Regions from separate parts of the Capra hircus genome. Here region 2 is linked to region 1. A link is a contact called in public Hi-C data. All regions are on one chromosome and are shown on one strand. The core of a region is the stretch at or near the end of the contact, and the rest is flanking DNA. Distances in the headings are between cores, read along the strand shown.

The links. A called contact is a pair of places that touch in the nucleus more often than the background predicts.
Region 2: a contact with region 1 is called in a Hi-C map of blood, with 4 times the contacts expected there. The contact joins the promoter of LMBR1L here to the enhancer-like site in region 1. A contact is called at or near these places in 3 of 5 Hi-C or Micro-C datasets (all in blood).

Annotation. Positions count from the first base shown.
Region 1 is chr5:30,253,269-30,260,232 of ARS1.2, forward strand. LOC106502096 (a long non-coding RNA gene) reads right to left here. Exons shown (of 6, transcript XR_001918044.1): 5 at 4,385-4,538. Among named protein-coding and RNA genes, the nearest start is that of TUBA1C, 37 kb to the left of the region's middle. Within about 2 kb of position 4,938, at least 4 of the 5 cell types and tissues checked have an H3K27ac peak or open chromatin away from gene starts, as enhancers often do.
Region 2 is chr5:30,354,244-30,361,461 of ARS1.2, forward strand. LMBR1L (protein LMBR1L) reads left to right here and starts at 2,637. Exons shown (of 17, transcript XM_005680003.3): 1 at 2,637-3,053; 2 at 5,555-5,639; 3 at 6,798-6,831. The coding sequence starts at 2,982.

The DNA of each region.
Region 1 (6,964 bases), core at 3,688-6,187:
CCTGTCAGCCAGGCTGCCAGCTCTGAAGGAGGGAGTACCTCCACGTGTTTCCCTGGATGCCAGACACTGCTCCTCACTCTCAGATGTAGGCAACGACGGCGCTCATTTTCACTACCTCACTTGGAAACCTTCAGTGACTCTTCACTGTCCCTAAAAGTAGTCCACAGGCGTTTTTAAATTGCTTGTGCCTATCGGTGGACTAATGTTTGCACGTCCTCTGATACACACACACACGTTATTTTTAAATTATTTATACACTATTATACTTCTTGGAGAAGGCAATGGCACCCCACTCCAGTACTCTTGCCTGGGAAATCCTATGAACGAAAGAGCCTGGTGGGCTGCAGTCCATGGGGTTGCTAAGAGTCAGACACGACTGAGCAACTTCACTTTCACTTTTCACTTTCATGCATTGGAGAAGGAAATGGCAACCCACTCCAGTGTTCTTGCCTGGAGAATCCCAGGGACGGGGGAGCCTGGTGGGCTGCCGTCTATGGGGTCGCACAGAGTCAGACACAACTGAAGTGACTTAGCAGTAGCATTATACTTCTATTTTCTATAAATCATAAACATCTACCAATATAAAGAGTTTAAGAGGATGACATTTAACAAGTAGAATTTGTAATACTTCTTTTCTGTACCTTTTATATACTCTACTCTGGAGACCACTTTTCTGTAGAATAAAATCCAGGTTTTTTAAAAAACCATAGTCTTCAGGGACTTCCCCAGTGGTCCAGTGGTTAACAGCCTACGCTCCCAATGCAGAGGGCCCAACTTCCATCTATTCCTGGTAAGGGAATTAAGAGCCCACCCACATGCTCCAATTAAAGATCGGGCATGCTTCAAGGAAGATCCCACGTGCTACAACTAAGACCTAGCACCCAGCATAGCCAAATAAATAACTAAAATAACAATGAAAACAGAAACACAGCCTTCAAGCTGGGATCTAGGTACCCTTAGGGTACACAGCACAGATGGTATAAGAGGCTCCATTTCCAGATTCTGAGCTACCAAATGTGTCCTCTCCTGGAAGTGATCTGTCGGGGCACGGCTGACATGGAGCTGACTTCTCTTTTCCAGCCTCCTCTTTCCAACTGTTCTGACCCCTCACAAGAGAAAGGCACTCCTCAGCCACCCTGAACTCTGATTTGTTACCAAAGGAAGGGATGATTTGAGAATGGACTATGCCCGAGGCAGAGTCTCTTGAGATCCCGGTAAGAAATGCCAAAAAGGGCAGCGCCTTATTTCATCCCCTGAACAGATTCCCATCAACCCTCTGTGCCCTGGACAGTGACTGTCTTAGAATTAGAAGTCACAAGTGAGGTGCTGGAAGACCTTAAAGTAATATAGTGTTCTTAATTTAAAAACAGAGCTAGGGTCTTCCCAGGTGGCTCCGTGGTAAAGAATCTATTCGACAATGCAGGAGACACTGGTTCGATCCCTGATCCGGACAGATCCCATATGCCAAAGAGCAACTAAGCCTGTGACCACAACTCCTGAGCCTGTGCTCCAGAGCCCAGGAGCCCAGCTACTGAGCCCACGTGCTGCAAATATTGAAGCCCACACACTCTAGAGGCTGTGCTCAGCAACAAGAGAAGCCACCGCAATGAGAAGCCAGCTCTCTGCAACTAGAGTAGCCTCTGCTCACCACAACTAGAGAAAGCCCTCACAGCAGCAAAGACCCACCAGCACTACCAAAAATAAACAATTACCAAAAATTTTTTTTAATGGAGGCTAACTTTTCCTAATAGAAAATAAGCCTGCTTAACTGCCTAGTTTGATCATGTAGACCAGTTTTGCCAACGTAGTGGTATTTTTCATAAATAAAATGGGCTAGCTCTGTGACTCCTCCTTGCTGATGAAAATACACGTACAGTACTTATCTGATAGACAATACACCAGAAATGTCATCATTCGCAACTATTCCAACTTCTGATGACCACTGCCTTAAACAAACATTCACAATATTCTTAACCACCTCAGACTCTTTCCCACCTAATCTCCTCTTAGCCTTTGCCTTTAATTTAAAAATGGAGCTAGGGGCTTCAGGCTTTGGCCAAACCACACTCAGGCTTCTGGCCATTCTTCCAAGTCTATACCTGTGTGTGTCCACGTTAGTCCCTCCATCAGAAATACCCTTCCTTGTCGTCTCTATATGCTGAAATCCTATCTAATTATCTGCTTGATCTGAAGCACTAATTAGGGCATTGAGGATGCAAAATAAACATAATAATAGCCTTAACCCTGTCTTCACAGGATGTAAGAGTCTGTAATGGGAGACAGATAAGCAATGACAGTACATGACAGAGCTATGATGGGGAACCACAGGGTGAAGGGAGCTCAGCAGGGGCACCCTCCCTTCACCTGGGGAAGTCAAGGAAATCCTGGAGGAAGCAGCCAGAAGGACAAGACCCACTGATGAGCGGGAGTTAGCCTGGCATTTTGCAGGGAGGGAGGAGAAGACGACTGACTGGTGCTGACAGAACAACCGTGAGTTGAACTGACGTTGTTAAGGCAAGTCCTCTGTGAAGTCAGGATTTTCATCACAAGAGACACACTTACCCAACCCTAAGGTCCAGGTAGAAACTTCTACTAAGCTCAACCTCTTTCGTGTCTTTGAACGAAGGATCACATTTCTCTCAAAACCCCAATTTAGAACAGGCTGAAAGTCAAGGGAGAGGTCATCTCTAGAAAAAATTTCCCTTGTGTGTGTGGTTTTTTTTTTTTCCCAAACACAAAATATGTGAATCCCAAGCTCAACTGCTGGGGGAATGGGTAGACTTTTTATATTGGGTTCACCAGAAATAGTGCCCAATGAATACTCTTGAGACATCTGTGAGGAAGGCCAGGGCAGGTTGTACATGTGGCTCTGTTCTGAGGGTGCAGGCACCCTCTAAACAAACAAGTTAACGAAAGAAGAAACACCATAGAAGAAATTCAGTTTCTAGGGGCTGCTTTGTGCCATGCACAAGGAAGGGACCAAGAGGGCTTAGACTGCCTGGGCCTCAGGGCTCCACCTCCGCTGCCCTCCTGCACTGTTCCAACCCAGAGACCGTGAAAGCACCTTCACCAAGAGACGCTCAATTCCACGGCATGTCACCACGCACTCTACTGATGTGTTATAAGTTGTTGATTTCTATTAAAGACGCTCCTCAACAAATGCCATAGTAGAAGCAAAGTCTAACAGATGCGGCATCAGCCACTAAAGAATTTCTCTACTGGTGACAATTTGACACTCAATAACTCTTTGCTCATTCAAAATAGAAAATACCCTGAATCTTCTCTGATACAGTCATTTCTTACATCATCACAGTGGAGTGTCACTTTATTTCTCATCCTGATTTCCTAGTTTATTTTCTTCCAGCATCCATTTGGAGGGTTAACATTTTCTCTGTGACACTATTCACTATGGCAGTAGAATCAGGTAGGTCTCATACATGAGGGCTTAGATATACAAGCACCAAAGGATGTCTCTATAAAACACTGACTGCATACGAAAGTGACATGACATGGACCCCAAGAACTACATCACCAGTTAGATTCCAACAGGTTTATATTGTTGGTAAAGCTACTTCATCTTTTTCAGGAAACCCATTATGAGCTCATTCCAGAAAACAAAAACTCATTTTTGTTAGAATGTTATTATCAAGCTCTGGAGGGTGAGGACTATGATTGATAACACTTTCCTATTACAAATGTTTCCTATCAGTGACACCATATTTTTCCAGATGGGTGGGCCAATTGTATTTCTGCTCTAAATCCTGCTTTCTTCCAGTTCCCCAGGAGTTTTCTGATTGTGGCCTTTAACAAAGTTCCCAGCAATGGTAAATTGAGGTTTGTTTTGGAGTATGTATATAAATGTGTTTGCAAATAGGTTTAGATCCTGGTGTGGAAAAAACCTGCAGTCTCCTAAATAGAAAAATCATCAAGTAAATCAGAACTGACTTAAGAGTTTGGAAATGGTAGTGTGCCTTAGTGACCTTGTATCAAACCATGGCCAAGGCCACATTCCAACACATCCCCACTCCCACATTAATTTAATTTCTGTCACCCTCTTCATCTTTTAAAATTCCTTCCATTCAGCAAAATCAGTTCCATTCAACAGAACAAATACATTGTGACTTGTGCACCTTATACCTCCTCATGTGCACTGATGGAAAATACGGTTTTAGTTTTCAGCGTTGCACCTGAGAACATGGCAGGCTGGCGGCTGGGTAATGAAATGAATTAAGCCTCCTCTTCTCGGGAAGCCCCAGGTTTTCCTAACACCCATATACCATATGCCAGTTCATTTAGGCCCGGAGGGCTCCTCAAAACTGGGGCCATTTTCTTGCAGGGTCAATTTGGTCTCTTTTTAGACAAACGGACTGTATTTGACTGTTACCTTGGTGTCAGGGCTTTCTCTGGGCAAAGGGTCGAACGTTCACCTGCAACTCGTCTCCTCCTTCCCCGCAAGCTCCTTGCAGCGTCGCGGCGCTTCCAGCAGATGGCGCCGCAGCTGAATTTTCGCGACCCGCTCTCTAAACCAGGAGAAGCGTCTGGAATAAACAGGAAGGGGAATTTGTTTTTTAAAGCATTCTGTTTCAACATATATTGCCTTCTTTGTTGAGTCAGAAGCTTTTTTTATTTGACTTATATTGAAATGCATTTGAGATGTTTAAAAAAAAATCCGCGATGACGCAATACCAAATACGGGGTTTGGGGGCGGGGGGTTGTTTTGTTTTCTTAAGAATTTCCACTCTCACAAATGATTCAGGAAGGAAGCTCTCAAGTAGCATAAACTGTCACAAGAGCACAGTGGTTCAGAAACGCTAGCAAGGTGTGCTAGGTGAAGAAACGCAGCCTCAAAAAGACCAACAAGGAGGGGCAGGGGAGAGCCTCGCTGGGCCGCAGCGGAAGTGACCTTACAGGCGGGCGGGGCGGTGGCCGTGGAAAACAGCGCCGCCTGCTGGTCTAAAGAGAAAAAGCTCGGATCTTGCCAGAGGCTGCGGCATGGCTCCTTGGACACTTACTCCCCACAGACATTTACAGTCAAGATGCTGCACGTTATGCCCCTTCCCCAACAAAGCTGAAAGTAATGGGCACAACCAGATAAGTCTTTCCGTAGAGAAGAGAAATCTTAGAGGCCCGTTGTGGTTTGGGAATACAGTGTTTCAAAGACCTTCACTGTTAACACTTCCTAAAGCCAAAAATGGTGGATTTTATTATTATGGTATAATTGTTATTTAAAGCAATTCATAAAGGAGAGTGAAAAATAGAACCCTATAGGTGCTCTCTTTCATTTATCCCACCCTGCTTTATTTACAAAATAATAAAAGAGGTGATCAGAAGCAAATTGGAAAAAAACGGGCGGAAGGTTGAATTTCAAGGTGATTGTGCCTATCATTTCTCATTGTGGCCCCTCATTTTTATTCCAGGGTTGTTGCAGTTTCATTTCTAGAGTCCCTCCTCCTCTCCCCACTTCCTTTTTCTCTTCACTCATTTGACAGGAGCCTCCGCAGTCATCGGCCTAGAATACGTCATCGTCATCCACTGGGAGAAAAGTGTGGTACCACCTTCCTCCCCCTATGGCTGAAGCCCGCGGATAGAAGATGACGGTTGCGTTTCTGCTCCTGACCCAGCGCGATTGTTGGGAACTGTTCACCTGCAAGATGATGCCAAAGTGCAGCCTCCCTCCTTTTATGCTGTATAGAGTTTTAGGTTGCCCTTCATTAAGCTGATGCTTTCCCCTACAGAGCCCTGTCCTTCACTTTGCCCAGATGGTGTGCTAATAACCTTCTCCTCCCTTCTACTTGCAGAGATTCAGTGCATTAAGCCTAAGAGTTGTACACCCCCCCTTTGTCTTCTTTTAAGGGAGTGAAGACCCATAGGTGGACAATTTTATTTAGATTAGTCATGCTGTTTATCAGATCGATGTTCTCTTGACATGAAAATTTCCATCTCCCATCAAGGCATAGCTGCAGGCATTTATTATAGGCTCTGGTTCAAAGCAGGCCCTCTCTTTTGAGCATTAGCACCAGAAATTAGGAACCTGACTGAAGGAGAAGCTTCATGAGGGTCCAGAAAGAAGGAAAGCTGGGCCCCCAAGTCCTGTTTATGACTACTGTAGCCTTCACAATCTGGATCCAACCAAAGGAACACTGACAGCACAGTGTCTGGAGTACAAAGAAGAGTAATGGATATACAGTAACTTGACTGAGTCAGGGACAGGGTCCAAGACATGCCTGACGATTGTTTATCTGCAGAGAAACAGGAGTAAAGGAGGAGCTGTCTCCCTCAGTGTTACAAAAGTGTCCTTGGGGAGAGGACGCAGGAACAGGGCAGCTGATAACATTAACACTGTGTGGGCACACACCTCCCCATCCCCAGGACTGCTGAACCATGCGTTAGTAAACCAATCGGCAAGGACACAGCTCTGAGCCTCTCCTGTCACAGTGCTCAGCGGGCAGTCGGCTCCGACAAGGCAAAGTGGCTTTTCCGAGGGGGAGGGGTGCCTGCTTTCTCTTTGTTCTTCCTTGGAAAATAGGCTCTCTCTTAAGTCTCATAACCAGCTGCTTTCATCTCTCAGAGGAAGGCAAAAAAAGTTAATTCCCAATAAAAATTTGGACAGCATATTTTTCAGAGCCCTGAACTCTGACTGTGAAATACAGGGGCAAACTCATTACAATTCTAACATGCTGTAAGTTTTATTCTGGGTTTCTAGGCAAAAATTTCAAAAAGGTGCCCCTCCTTATCAAATGAAAATATAATAAAAAGGTCATCTTCAGAAAGGGGTGATAGAGACAGTGCTTTGAATCCTTCTCAACCTAATAATAGATGTCGTGCACTCTATTCTTAATAATTTCTTCCTCATGATTTAATGAGCATATTCCTTTGTCTGCTAAGAAATAAGGGCTCTCTGAGAAGTCACATTTTTTATATTACAAGTGATTTTTTTTCTCATAAGAATGATTTAATATAGCTC
Region 2 (7,218 bases), core at 1,387-3,886, 99 kb after region 1:
TGTATAAAAGACATATATGATTATTTCCCTTTAGGAACCTATATGGGGGAAACAAACAAATGCAAACAAATTAAATTATGGCAACTTGTGATAAATAAAGGGCTTCTCAGCGGTGCCAGTGGGTAAAGAACCCACCTCCCAGTGCAGGAGACCTAAGAGACTCAGGTTTGATCCCTGGGTCGAGAAGATCCCCTGGAGGAGGGCATGGCAACCCACTCCAGTATTCTTGCCTGGAGAATCCCATGGACAGAGGAGCCTGGCGGGCTACAATCCATAGGGTAGGAAAGAGACACAACTGAAGTGACTTAGCATGCAAATGATAAATAAAAGGACAAAATTAGATTGCTTTAGATAAGGTACTGGGGTAACATTTAAGTTCAAATCTGAAGGAGACCAGAGCCAACCAAAAGTGAACTGGGAAGAAGGAGGGAAAGGGGGAAATCTTCCAGAGAGAAGAAACAGCAAGCATGGCTCTTTCCTGGGCAGGAAAGAGATGCGCAGGGTCCACCAGGAACTGAAGAAAGGTCAGGATGAGGATGAGGCCAAGTTGAAGCAGCAGAGAAGTGCTTCCTCCCAGGTCACAAATTCAAATGCACAACTGGGCTGACAAGGCGCATTTGTTCAAATTTGCTAAAGATTCTGTAAGCCGAACAAAACACAGCATGTCTACGGAAGCCCAGAGGTCACCATTTTGTAACCCCCAAGGGCTTTTTTGTTTGTTCCTTTGTTGTTGTTTTGGCAGCCTCTAGCATCTCATGGAATCTTAGTTCCTGGACTAGGGATTTAACCCAGGCCCTTGGTAGTGAAAGTGCCATGTTCTAACGACTGACCACCAGGAAATTCCCGGGGCTTTGTATTCTTACTTTAAGGCAGGTGAATTTCTAAGTGCAAGTAGACTGCTTTTGAGGGCTTTTGAATAGGGACAGATTTGTGTTTTAACAAGATCGTTAAAATACTTTGCTTGAGATAAGTGCCAGGGTCATTCAGCAGGCCCAACCCACTTCTCTGTGCTCTCTTCTCCTTCCATGCAACAAAGCCAAGGAACCAGCCAGCTGTATTTGGTTACTATCTCTGCCCACTCGCCCCTCTGGATTCTGTTCACTCCAAGTTTGGTTACTAAAAGGGAAATCAGCTCTTCAGGTCCATTCATTATCTTGCTACTATATATATACACACACATATGTATAGATATTATATATACACACACACTAATGTATGTATTTTGTGTATGTGCTCAGTTGTGTCTAACTCTTTGCGACGCCATGAACTGTAGCCCACCAGGCTCCTCTGTCCATGGAATTCTCTAGGCAAGAATACTGGAGAGTAGTTTGTCATTTCCTACTCCAAGGGACCTTCCCAACACAGGGATCGAACCTGCGTCTCTTGCCTCTCCTGCATTGGCAGACAGATTCTTTACCACTGCACCACCTGAGAAGCCCTATGTGTGTATATACAAGTATATATTTTCAAGGTTCTACTGCAAATCAGTGCTGCTGCTGCTGCTGAGTCGCTTCAGTCGTGTCTGACTCTGTGGGACCCCATAGACGGCAGCCCACCAGGCTTCCCCATCCCTGGGATTCTCCAGGCAAGAACACTGGAGTGGGTTGCCATTTCCTTCTCCAATGCATGAAAGTGAAAAGTGAAAGTGAAGTTGCTCAGTCATGTCCGACTTCGAGACCCCATGGACTGCAGCCTACCAGGCTCCTCCGTCCATGGGATTTTCCAGGCAAAAGCACTAGGGAAACAGAAAAGAGGTAAAAGTAACTTGCCCTGCAGAAATTTCAAGAGTAGAGAACTCAGTTGTATATTCTGGCCCCAACTCTTGCTCAGATAGTAACGGGACACGATCTAGGCCACTAGAATTGCGTTCTTATTCTTCAGCTGGGGGCTTGGCAAAACTCAGGCCTTCTTTTCTCTGTAATGCTCCCTCTATTTGAGAGGAACAGTTTGAGTCCATGAAGGTGGGACTTCCCAAACAGTACCCATTATCAAGGTCATAGGAGGGAACTTGCATTCCTTAATTTTGTGACAACCTCTCACATTTTCTAAAACCTAAAATGCTAATCACGCCTTTCCCTGAAGGGTTGTTCAGGTAAAGGTAAAATGAGATTAAAATCTAGAAAGTGAGTGGCACATAGCCGGTGGTCAGTTAATGTTTGACTCAGCCCATGATCCCCTGTGGGCATTTCCTCACAAAGCTTCAGGTGGATACTTCTGTAGCTTTCTATTCCGTTTTCTTTGGTATTTGTTCCAGAACACATAGGGGCTCCCACAAAAGTGACTGAGTGAAAATTTCTTGGTGGCTGAGGGTTCCTCGCCGCAACAAAAACACTTTCAGAAAAAGCTACTATGGATCTTGGGTTACTGGGCAGCGGTACCTTTCAGAATCCCTATGGTACTCTCACATCCCACCTGGCTGGCCTGATTCAAGTGGCTCATCTTGCCAAGGTCATACTGGTCGCTTATCAACTAAGGGACGTGAAAAAGACAGTTGCTTAGTTTTAGAAGGAGCACCGGTAGGCCCCAAAGATCCCGCCTCTTTCCACGGGGCAAGCCTATCAGCGTTCCTCTAGCGAAGAGCGGCAGCTCCGTAGAAGCCAATGAGTTCCGCTCCCTGGAATTATCCCGCCCATCCGTTGTGTCGTCACTCGGCCTCTTGTGAAATAGAACCCAGACTACGCTTCCCCTTAGCTTGCCTGTTGGCGGGTGTTTGCGTTGAAACTATACCGAAAGCCTGACCTTAAAGGGGAGGGAGCAGAGGGGAACCCGGGCCCTTTAAAGCGAGGCCAGCTGGTGCCTGCCCCTTTAAGGGCGGGGCGCTCAGACGACAGAATCTGAGCCCCAGATTACCCCGAGTTTCCGTCACAGGCTGCAAGGTAAGGCTCCTTCGCTGGGTCCGGGTGCTTGGCGGCGGCGGTTTCATCGCCGCTGGTCCTCCCCGGGCCCAGAGACACCCCAGCCCCAGTCATGCTGAGCAGAGTATGGAAGGAGCTGACTATGAAGTGCTATCCGTGCGAGAGCAGCTATTCCACGAGCGGGTCCGCGAGTGCATTGTGAGTCCGGGACCCGGGCTGGAAGGGTAGGACCAAGTTGGGGAGAAGCACGGGTGTCGCGGGAGAGGGAGACGTCCGGATCGGAGTGAGATCCCCTGGGCACAGCGCCGGCAGACCCTGTTTGGTCCAGGGGCGAGTGACCAAGAGCCCTTGCCCGACTAGTGCTTGGGCTGGCGAATCCCTAGAGTCTGCTCCAGCTGAGTAGCTGCGAGATAAACAAAGCCGATCGATTTCCGTTCCTCCCCTCTACACGCCTCTTCCCCGACCCCGCCCTCCCTCCTGTCCCCCCCACCCCGCCCCGCGCGCCCGTGATCGGAGCGCGGGTCTTCCCTTGTCTGGGAATCTGTTGAGCTTGCGGATCTCAGTCAGATGGTCGGAGAGGGATGGGTTTAACTTGGGGAAGGCTTGTTTGCAACTACTTCTCAAACCCAAATGATGTTTGATGAAGGGGAGATGAACAGGGATCTTTGGTGGGTTTCTCACTTTGGAGGAAAGGACTCTCTGGAGTGGATTCTGCCGTGTAGAAATGGAGAACAACTAAAGTGTCCCCTTCGTTTCCTCGCCCTTATTGGTGTTTCGTTAGAGACCCTGCAAGCCGAGTTTCCTAGCTTCGCAGCCATTCAGGGATTTCCTCTGAAGGGTTGCCCCTGGTGCGACGGAGGGCTTCTGGCTGCTTTCCTTACTCGCTCACTGCCACCTAGAGTAACAGATGAAACTGTCACACAGCGAGGGACTCCTCACTTCTGGGCCGGGGCACCCAGGGGAGCTTAGGGGATCGCATCTTTCTTGCATCTGCTCTAAACTCTCATATCTTTCCTTTCTCCTCTCCTTCCTCAGAGCCCTCACCCCCAAATACTAAAGGGAAAGGGAAAAGTTTAGAAGAATAGAAGTTGGTGAGTGGAAGACCCATTGTGGGGGTCGTCCTTCATTTTTCTCAGACTGGGCTCCAGTCTGCCCTGGGCAGCCTCAGATTGGAGGAGGGCTAAAGTGAGCCAAGGCATAACTAGGTCTGCCTTTATCTGTGAGGACTGGAAAGTAGGGAGTTTATCAGTCCATGCGTGGGAACTCCAGATCTGCTTTCAGAAAGCTTTCCTTGTGCGTTTCTTGGTGGAGAGTTGCATATGGCAGGGTTGGGCATATCCTGGAGTCATACCCAGGCCTTGAGCCAGTGGAGAGCCAGAGACCCACTTTCCTAGAGAACAGGGAGGGAAGAGATCTTGGAGAGAGAAGCAGCCTCCTGGATGTCGTCCCATCCTTTAGTCCCATTAGCTGAGGACGTCAGCGCTGGTCAAGGGCATCCTGAGGGCTTCTAGTACATCTCCCACGTGGCTCCAATCCCCTGCTCTAGAGAATCACCTAGCCTCTGCTGGACCTACATGGAACTCCAGCCTGACCTTTTGAGCCCCCCACCCCCACCCCGCCCTCGCCTTCCTGCTTATTACACACACCCAGGGCAGAGCACTAGGCAGTAAAAATCTTGGAGCTGAAATCTAAATGGCTCATTCTACTCTACTTCCCTATTGTTAAAAGCTACAATTTTGTCCTAGACCCATGTTTCTCCTGGGGTCTGTGTCTTCTCTCTTTACATACATAGCTGAATGCAGATTCCCCATCGGGTCAGCTTCTCTTGGGGACTGGAGCACCTATGAGACTGATCCTGCCTTCTTGGCCCACTTCAAACACAATAACATCTCAAGATTCTCTGACCCTGATTGTGGATCCAGGGTAGGGTGGAAATGTATGCATGTGTAGGATAACCTGGTTCAGTCCTGCCATAAGTGTCCATTGGAGGACTAGTCATCAGGGGCATGGGACAGACCCTGAGAGACCTACCCTGGGAGCTGGAAATTACTTTAGGTAGGGATCATGGATTGATAGCTTTTAAAGATTTTGATCCCAGCTCTAGAAGCTTTATAGATGTGGAACCCCAATTAAAGCCTACTATTATGGGCAGGGCATGAAAGAGACTCTGGATTGGCCCAGAGCAGACCTGATCTTTTAGGGCCCCTGAATAAACAGAGTAGAAGCTCTGAGTTGGTCTAGGAACACGATTCCTCCTGGAGCTTGGATCAAGGTGGGAGTGGAGGGAGAGGGAGTGGAGTGTCAGCACAATGAAGACATCCCCTTCTTCCCCTCAAATCTGCTTTTCCAATTATGTGCTAGGAAGAAATCCTCTCTGGTTCTGTGGCCTTTTTCAGATGTGTGGATATGTGCATCTCTAGGAGTCTTCTCTGCCCATGCACCAACCAGGGTTCAGCTGAAACTATTTTCTCCCTGGGGAAAAAAACCCTCATAGATCTGGACATAGTGCTCTGTCCCCAAGTGCATGGGTCAGCCCCTGAGGCCTTGATTAGAAGGAAGTAGTGGGGAGAAAGATGGAACCCCTGGATGTATGGAGTCTAGTTTGGGGAAAATGTCCCCGTGGAATTAACAGAGAGGCCACTGGAGCTGTGAAATGTTTGGGGATTCGGGCTTTTCATCTTGCTCACTTTGTGCTGCAGATCTCAACACTGCTGTTTGCGACTCTCTACATCTTCTGCCACATCGCCTTGACCCGCTTCAAGAAGCCTGCTGAGTTTACCACAGGTACCTGTGACTTCCCTCCCTCCTGCCTGCCCTCTGCCAGTGTTCCTGTTGCTATGGCAGCAGCCTCAGGGGAAGAGGGCTGTGTTGCTTGCTGGGAAAGTAGAGGTGTCTGTTCTTGAGCTTCTGCCTCCCTTCCTCCACAGGCAGGGACAAGGTGGTATAGTGGAGAGTCTAGAAGGAGGGCCAGTCATGTAACTTTTATGACCTCAGTTTCATTCTCTACAAAATAAAATGAGCCTAACAATTTCTACCCAGTCCATTGTTATTGTGTGGACCAAATATGATGGCTAACGTGAAAACTCTCTGTGAACCTCAGCAGGGCAACTGCAGAGTGAATGTTGTCATAGGCGCAAGCTCTGTCATGTCCTCTCCTAGAGCTCCTACACCCAGGACCAGAGACCTCCCTGACCCCAGTGGTGATGGTGACCTTTCTCTTTGCAGAGAATGCATATTAAGGCTTTCAGTAGGCATTCTGTGATTGAGGGGGACGCACTTGTCTCAGTTCCTAACTCCAGATCTTCCGGTCCTGGCCGGAACCTCTCCTCCCCTCCAGATGGCTTCATGCACCCTCAGCCAAGGAGGCAGCTACTCCTCAGTGTGATTCCCCTGGGGACTTTCTCTGTGATTTCCAACCCCTCTCCCCATTTCCCTTCACTCTACCTTGCCACTAATGTAAGCAAGCTGGTTATTTATTGTATTTTCAGCTTACAAAGAGGAACCTAGGGACTTCCCTGGTGGTCCAGTGGCTAAGACTCTAAGCTTCCAGTGTAGGGGGCCCAGGTTCGATGCCTGGTCAGGGAGCTAGATCCCATATGCTACAACTAAGGCCCAGAGCAGCCAAATAAATATTAAAAATTTTTAAAAAAATTAAAAAAAAAAAGGAACCTATGGTGGAGAAGATGTGGGGAAGGAGGGAAGTGGGGGAATTTCATGCTCTCACCCCCTGGGACCACTGATCTTTAAGCTGCCACCCCAGCAGAGTGAATTGTGGGGTTCATAGTGTGAGATCTCCTGAGCCTCCTGTCCAGCTCTGCCTTGGTGGGCCCAGGCCCCTCTTCAGGGGACAGGGAGGGAGCAGGAGGGCGCTGTGTGACACAGAGGGTTCCCAGAGCTGCCCACTGATGACCTGCCTCTTCCCCGTGCCTCTGTCTTTTGTAGTAGATGAAGAAGATGCCACAGTCAACAAGATTGCGTAAGTACTGCTGCCTCAACGCCTGGCACTGGTAGCCTTTGGAAGCTGGGATCTAGTGAGGCCCTGGGAGCAGGGAGAGAGTGAGATGTCAGAAACAATTTCTGCTTCCGCCCTATTTCTGCTTTTTTCCGGCTTTACACCATCCTGGGGACTCTTGGAAAAGCTGCTCTTCCTGTCTGCCTGGTTTGGCCGAAAGCTTCAAGGAGCCTCTGGGCCAGGAACTGTCTGCTGGGGGCCTGAGTCACTAGAAGCACCTCCTACTTGGCTCCACCTCCCAGCAGCCATCAGAGAAGGGGTGGGGTAGGGATGCAGACTGATGGAAACGCCAGGGGATGGGGAAGGAGGAACCCCCAAGGGTGGGGCTTGCTTGACTCTGAGAGAATGGCC